2 separate regions of the Mus musculus genome follow, and region 2 is linked to region 1. A link is a contact called in public promoter capture Hi-C data. All regions are on one chromosome and are shown on one strand. The core of a region is the stretch at or near the end of the contact, and the rest is flanking DNA. Distances in the headings are between cores, read along the strand shown.

Region 1 (3,282 bases), core at 76-2,575:
AACTTGCCTCAGGCATCCTGCAGGGGTCTTTAGGCCCTTGGAAGAAAGGTGGACATATTCTAAAGTCAGAAATACACTTATGTCCATATGGGAGGAAAGAAAGCCTTTTTTGAGTCAGGACTGTGGCTGTGGCTTCTTTTCTAGGCAATTAAACAAAAAACAAAAAACAAAAAACAAAACAAACAAACAAAAAAAACCCCACCAAACCCCAATTTGATATATATATTTTAAAATTACATACATCTCTTGCAAACCCCTTCAAGATTGAAAAGTCCTGTTTGTCCTTAAGAAAATGCTCACTTTATTTTTTTAAAGTGCCTCAGTATAGCCCCCCTCCCATCTGTGTTTATTTTAAATCATCTCAGGAAACTTCATCTTAAAGACTATTTTAGCTGTAATCAAGCGGAAATTACAGTCAGTTCCGTGGGTACAAAGCCCCAGCTGCAAGGACCCATCTCTCCTAAAATCTCCACTGTGCGGGTTTCAGGGGGCATAATAAGTAGGTGACGCGCCCCAAGCGATTTTTCCCTTCTGAATGCCAAAGATGCCATGACAAACCTGTTTCCATTAGTCTTGGCTTTTGCATTCCACTACCGCCACAGCCTCGAGTATCAGCGCCAGGCAAACGAGGGCTGTTCCCTCATCGCGGCCGCAGGGCAGCACCACGGGGTCCGCGCCCTCCCCGCCTGGGCTGCAGGGGTGCGAGTTGCTCCCTCCTGCTGCTCCAGCTCTAGCTCATGTCGCCACTTTTCCAGAACACACCCCTGAAGGGGTTCCGGGAGCGAGGGACAGCCGGTCCCCAGCCCGGAGCTGCTGCGAGACGCGCTCCGCGGCACCGCGCATTCGCGCAGATGCGGGTCCCCGAGCAAAGTCACCCCGATTCTCCGACAAACTTTGCCTCTTGCCCGCCCGCGACCGCTTAGGGAAGGAAACCTCGCGGCTGTCATCGGCACGCCACACAGGACGTGGACCTGGCCGTTGTTCCCACACCGGTCTGGGAAGATGCAGTTGACGGGCACAAGTCTGTTTGGGGGTTGGTGCGAGGGCGCGAGGGGCGCGTTCACGCGCACACGCTGACACGCGCGCACACTCGTGCGCACGCACACGCGCGCAGGGGACCCCTGGCGGCGGCTCCTATCCTGAGGCAGGGGCGGGAGGCAGTTACCCGGGCCACGAGCGCCGCTGTCACGTTCCCCGAGCACCACGCGGGTCCGGGTCTGCGGCGGGCTAGAGCCAGACTACTGCGCGCGGCCGGCTGCGCAGCGATAGGGCGCGGCGTCTGCGCCGCCACTTTATCCCCAGCCGCTCGGCGGCGGGGGCGGCCCGCTGGGTGGGGACGCGCGGGGAGGCGGCGCCGGGGCCCCACGTGTGCCCGGCCCCCGGGGAGGAGCGGGGCATCGCCCGCCGACCTGCCTCGCGCTTTTCCTGGCCGCGTGGGGGACCTTCACGGGGCACTGAACCGAATTATGGGGCCCTTCCAGCCCATGCGCACAGTCGAGAACACAGACCCTCACACTGGTCCCCGGAGCAGAAACACGCTCACTAGAACTGCATGCACATGTTTACAGTTGCACACGTGCGAGACCCACATTCAGATAGCACAGGTGTAGGCACACCCACAAGGACACATCCTCAGGACCCTTCCCCAGATACAAACTACACACAGAGGTACAAGTGAATGTCACAGTTACTACATGAATACAAACACACAGCATGGACGCACACGCCCTAGACACCATGCACACAGATAAAAACAACACACCACACACACAGTGAGTGTCAGCGCAGAAACCACAGCTCTCATCTTACAGGGGAAAAGATTATTCTGGAGCCATTTTGAATGACCATGAGCTGGAAACACAGATTTAAGTTACCCCTAATTCCATGTTCCTATGTGAAAGCAGTTTCGGGAAGTTTTTTGGGTTTTTTTGGTTTTTGTTTTGTTTTGTTTTGTTTTTAAAATAGTTTTACAGAACAGATAAAGCCGTATATCAAGGCAAGTTTAAAATACATTGGTGGGTACAACAGAGAGTCAGGTAACAGTGAAATGGGAAAGTGTTCCTATAGGCTCAAAATGCTATCTGATAGCATTGCTAACTTTTGGATTTGTAGAAGCTAACTATCGTGTTAAATCAATAGTTAAACAGTGTTCATCTATTGCCTCAAGAAGTTAGTTCTAACAAAGAGGGGCAAGAAAGAAATGGCTGTTCCTGAGGGCCCGAACTTAGCCCAAAATAAAGTAATTTGCCTCTGGACCTGGAACATTCCAACCTCTCCATAGTACTGAAACTTTAATCAGCCAGCTAATCTCAGCAGACACAGCTTCCCTTTAGTTTTCCGCCTCAGCAGCAGAAGTAGCTCCTTTCCCCATGTTTTTGTTCACAACAGAGAAAAACAACACACCATATACACCCAGAGAGCTAAAGATGCGTGACATTCACGCACAAGCGCTTAGAGCTCTGAGAAGGAAGCAGACATACTGCAAGCAAACACACACACACACACACACACACACACTGCATGAAACCATTTCCCCTAGGTGCCCCAGGATCCAGGTCCCACTAGCACAGCTGCCTATGTGGCTGTGGAGTCTGGAATCCAGCACTAAATTTACAGCCTGTCCACTGTGTCCTATGCCTGCCACCTGTGAGTGACAGCTGCAGAGGAAGGATGACCCCAACCCACACCCATCTCCTCAGGCTTTCCAGGGCTTTCTTCTTGGCCAACCACTTTGCAAAATAGCAGGGTTGAATAGTATCATTGTCAGGGCAGCACAGTGGTAGTGTCCACCTAAGGTGAGGCTGCAATCTAACTTGACTTGAATGGTAAAAGGGGTCTCTGAAAGACAGATTGGTTGCAGGCCATGCAGAAGGACCTAGCTCACCCTCTGCCTTAGGCAGGTCTCCAGGGCTTGGACACAGAAGGAGTGGCTAAATGACTTCTTGGAGTTGATTTTGTATTTCCTGGCAGGTCAGGATTAGGGTAAGCAAGCTCAGGCGAAGGACTGGGAGCCTGTTCTCAAAGCTGGACTGGGCCTTAACAGTATCCTTACTATTCACTTCAGCTGTGGTTTACTGAGAGCAAGGGTAGCAGGGTCCTGAAGCCACGGGTTTGAATGTTCCTAGCACTGGTGTTTTGTGACTTTCAATGGTTTGAGAGTTTTGAGAAGAACGGTCCCTTGAGCTGTCAACAGAGTCTCCCCTGAATCTAGAGTTGCTCCCGCTTGATCAGAGAGAGAGTTAAGAGAGTAGAGCCTTGTGTGATTCCTGTAGTCTGGCTCTT
Region 2 (3,457 bases), core at 581-3,080, 2.4 Mb before region 1:
CCTTTTTAAAACAAAGTTAAGTTTTAAAAATTCCCAAAGCTCATTTAAAAATATGCAGTAAGTGTAGGAGTAGGTGGTATAGGGGGCATCGGGGTGTCTGAGTGGCTTGCAGAGTCTGGTTTCTGTATAGGGATGCCAAAGATTCATTTCATTTTTACAAAAGAAATTGAGGCTGAGAGCAGACATCCCCCCACAGGATGGTGAGACTGGGCCATGATGCTCTGGTTCTAGAGAAATCACAACCTAGGGTCTATTTTCAATGAGTCATGCTCAGAAACCAACGGGTCCCATCCACATCTATACGCAGGTCCAGGCAGGGGCTCCCTCCCACAGCCTCCCATGGCCTCCGACACCTCCAGACTCAGCCACGGTGCCCAAGGAGCCTGCCCTGTGGTCCTGCCTCCCGTCCTTCCTCATCCTCAGAGGCGCAGGAGTAAGAGGGGCTGGCGCTCACTCCCAGCTGAGGGGGATGAAGAACCCTTCTGTTGTGCCACTGAAAGAGGCAGGAGCCCAGATGGGGGCAGAGGGCACCAGCAGGAAACCATTTGTGCAGTCAACAGACGTGCAAGGCTAGCATCCCAGCCTTATACCAACACCACACATCACCTGTGTGCTTTCTAGTCCATGACTTCCTTTGGATGTTCAGGCAGGTCCCTACAGCGGAGGGGGAAGCTGTACCACCTGCCGTAGATAGGAGGTCCCCCGAGGAATGAAAACAAACCCAACAGAAACAGCTATGTTATTAATGTCTAATTTGATCCTATTTTTTGCACGATGCAGACCTGGGAGCTTGCTCTAGATTTTTAGGAAGGGAGATAGGGATCTAACTGGAGGGAATACAAGACAGGTCCCATCTTGCTTAGTAGCCTGCCTGGAAAGACCCTTTAACAGCAAGGCAGAAGGCAGTAGGCAGTCTGGGGGCTGAAATCAGGTAAGGATGGAATGAACACAGGGATGGAGGAGGCAGATGTAGGTCTGAGGGGGTGATGAGGATAGGGAGAAGGAAAAAATGGAGAAGGTCGATGCAGGTCTGAGGAGGTAGTATGGATAGGGAAATGGAGGAGACACGTGCTAGTCTGGGGGGGGGGGCGGCTCTTACCTTTCAGGAAGTTGATCACCTTGCCCCATTTCCCAGCATCAAAGGGGTGCAGCTTCTCCAGGCCCATGAAGGTGATGTTGTAACGTGGTGAGTACACGATGGGCCAGCGTTTCTCTGGTACATGCTGGTACAGCTGTGTTGCGTGAGGCCTTCAACGTGCAAAAGAGACACACATATGGACAACAGCCTCCTTGTGGAAAGCAGTGTTCCCCTCCCCACTCACACCAGGTCACTTAACAACCAACAGGAATGAAAACAGCTCCTTCCTGAACCCTGGCTGGCTTTGATTAAATCAGCTTCCAACACAGTCCTAACAGCGGCTCTGGGGACCAGGTGTGCCCAAGGTCACATGCCAGTGCCAGGTGTATTCAGGAGTACTGGTGCCAAGGCCCAAGGCCTGCACGGGGGAAGGCGGGGTGTATGGTGTAGGGGCTGGAATGTGGCTGTCTCACGAGTTAGCTCACACATCTGTGAAGCTGGGAACAAAATGCGCTGGGGCGGGGGGAGGGGAGGTGAGTAGACCGCGACTGCAGGAGGCTGTGCCCTCCTCGCAGCCCTGCAGCCCACCGCGGTGCCCTGCAAAGGGGAGAACCACCGTTCGTCCGCACGGTCACCCAGCCCGCCCCCAGCTGTCCCGCCGTGCCCATGGGAATCCCCAGAACCCATGCTTGGCCCCACGCGCGACCCCGCACACTCACATCCCGCAGCCGGCCCTGCCTGCTCTGGACGCCACTCCGCACCGGGAGGGGTGGGAGGGGTGCAAGAGGCAGGGCCTACGCAGAACACACGCCTCCATGGCGCTGGGAGCTGGAGGTGGAGCTCTGGCCTGCAGCTGCGTCACAGACGACCGGACCGGCGCCGGCCAAGGAGAAGCACCCAATGGAGTGCCGCCTGGAGGGCGTGGTCATGCGCAGCTCCGCCCGCATTCCCAGGGTAGAAATAATCAGACACTTGGTTAGGTGATGTGACCACGGGCTTCTCTGCACTATGTGGTGGTCTGTTCTGGGCATACCAGCCCAGCTATATGTTCTTTCCTGCGGTGCATCCCTGCATTCCTGTACCATCTGTGGCTATTTCACCATGGTATAAACAGTCCCCCACTTATAAAATGCCTTGAACCTGTTTCCCTATTGTAGAACAGGTCTGGTGATCCTATTTTTAGGGTCCAGTCGTGAATATCTGAACGTATCTCCTGTCTCCATTCCCCCTACACCCTGACCCTGGAAGCTGACCGACAGCTGGGGCCCCAACAATGGAGGCCAGAAGAAGAGACAATAGGCCCCTGTTGACCCAGCTGTCTTCATCAACCAAACAGAAGCAGCTGACCAGAGAAGCAGCCAGGAACTAATATGGCAGCTGGGAGCCCAGGGGCCACAGGGTCATGTGAAGGGAATGGGCAACGTTTTTTTTTTTTTTGTTGTTGTTGTTTTGTTTTGTTAGGGCATGAGGTAGCATGTCACAGTGAAGATCAAAAGTCAGCTCTGGTCAGACAAGTTTTTCCCTCCACCTTTGTGTAGGTTCTAAGGATTGAACTCGAACTCTCTGGCATGAACACCAACAATATGTATCTGCCAGCCAAGTCTGATCGTTGTCTGACAGTTTGGAAGAATGCCTCTGATGTGCCTACTGCTAGGTAATTTTCAGAAAACAGGACATAAATTCTGAAAGATGCTGAGAAAAACTGCCCCTAGGAGTGTGAGCTCAGTCAGGAGTTACTGCCCCAGCCATGGGTAGTGGGGCTGACCCAGAGGAGACACTGCCTTCAGTTCAGAGGACAAAAGGCAATTTCTTGTTCTTAGTGGTTTGGGAGCGTTCCCATATCATGTGGCCTAGCCTATGTGTTAGGAGTTACAGACTTTGAACCATCGTAGATAAGACAGTGGCATTATGATTTAAAGTTGCTATAGACTTGGGCAGTTAGAAGAAATAGCATTTGCTTATTACAAACCGGGAGGGGAGTCTTCCTGATTCCTTTGGTATAATGAAGTTTGAGCCTATATTCAGCCCAGCCTGGGCTATCTGCCAGCACCCTGGTCTTGGAAGGTTGAATCTGTTTGCTGGGCTTTCAGCGCTAGGAGATGATGTTGACTGTGTACCTTCTGGGGAAGCTGAGAGACTCCAAAGATAACATCAGCTCTTACTGAGTGCCTGTCATTAAGACAGAGCTAAGCCAGTCCCCAGAGCCTCATTCACAATGAACTCTAAACACCCTGGAAGGCAAGTTTTATACAAGAGAAACTGAGGCAGAAAGGAAGAAAGAAAGAAAGAAAGAAAGAAAGAAAGAAAGAAAGAAAGGAAGGAAGGTGAAATCACTTGCCCAAATATTAGGGGTGTGAATAAGTGTGCAAAACTTAGGAC

Evidence for each region. Promoter capture Hi-C pulls out the DNA fragments that hold promoters and counts their contacts.
Region 2: a promoter capture Hi-C map of cranial neural crest shows a contact between it and region 1. The contact joins the promoter of Hdac11 here to the promoter of Mgll in region 1. A contact is called at or near these places in 2 of 39 promoter capture datasets (cranial neural crest and liver).

The regions. Positions count from the first base shown.
Region 1 is chr6:88,722,455-88,725,736 of GRCm38.p6, reverse strand. Mgll (monoglyceride lipase) reads right to left here and starts at 1,325. Exons shown (of 8, transcript NM_011844.4): 1 at 1,166-1,325; 2 at 1-36. The coding sequence starts at 16. All of the region lies in intron 2 of Gm26588 (a long non-coding RNA gene), which reads left to right.
Region 2 is chr6:91,155,188-91,158,644 of GRCm38.p6, reverse strand. Hdac11 (histone deacetylase 11) reads right to left here and starts at 1,830. Exons shown (of 10, transcript NM_144919.2): 1 at 1,798-1,830; 2 at 1,100-1,248. The coding sequence starts at 1,799.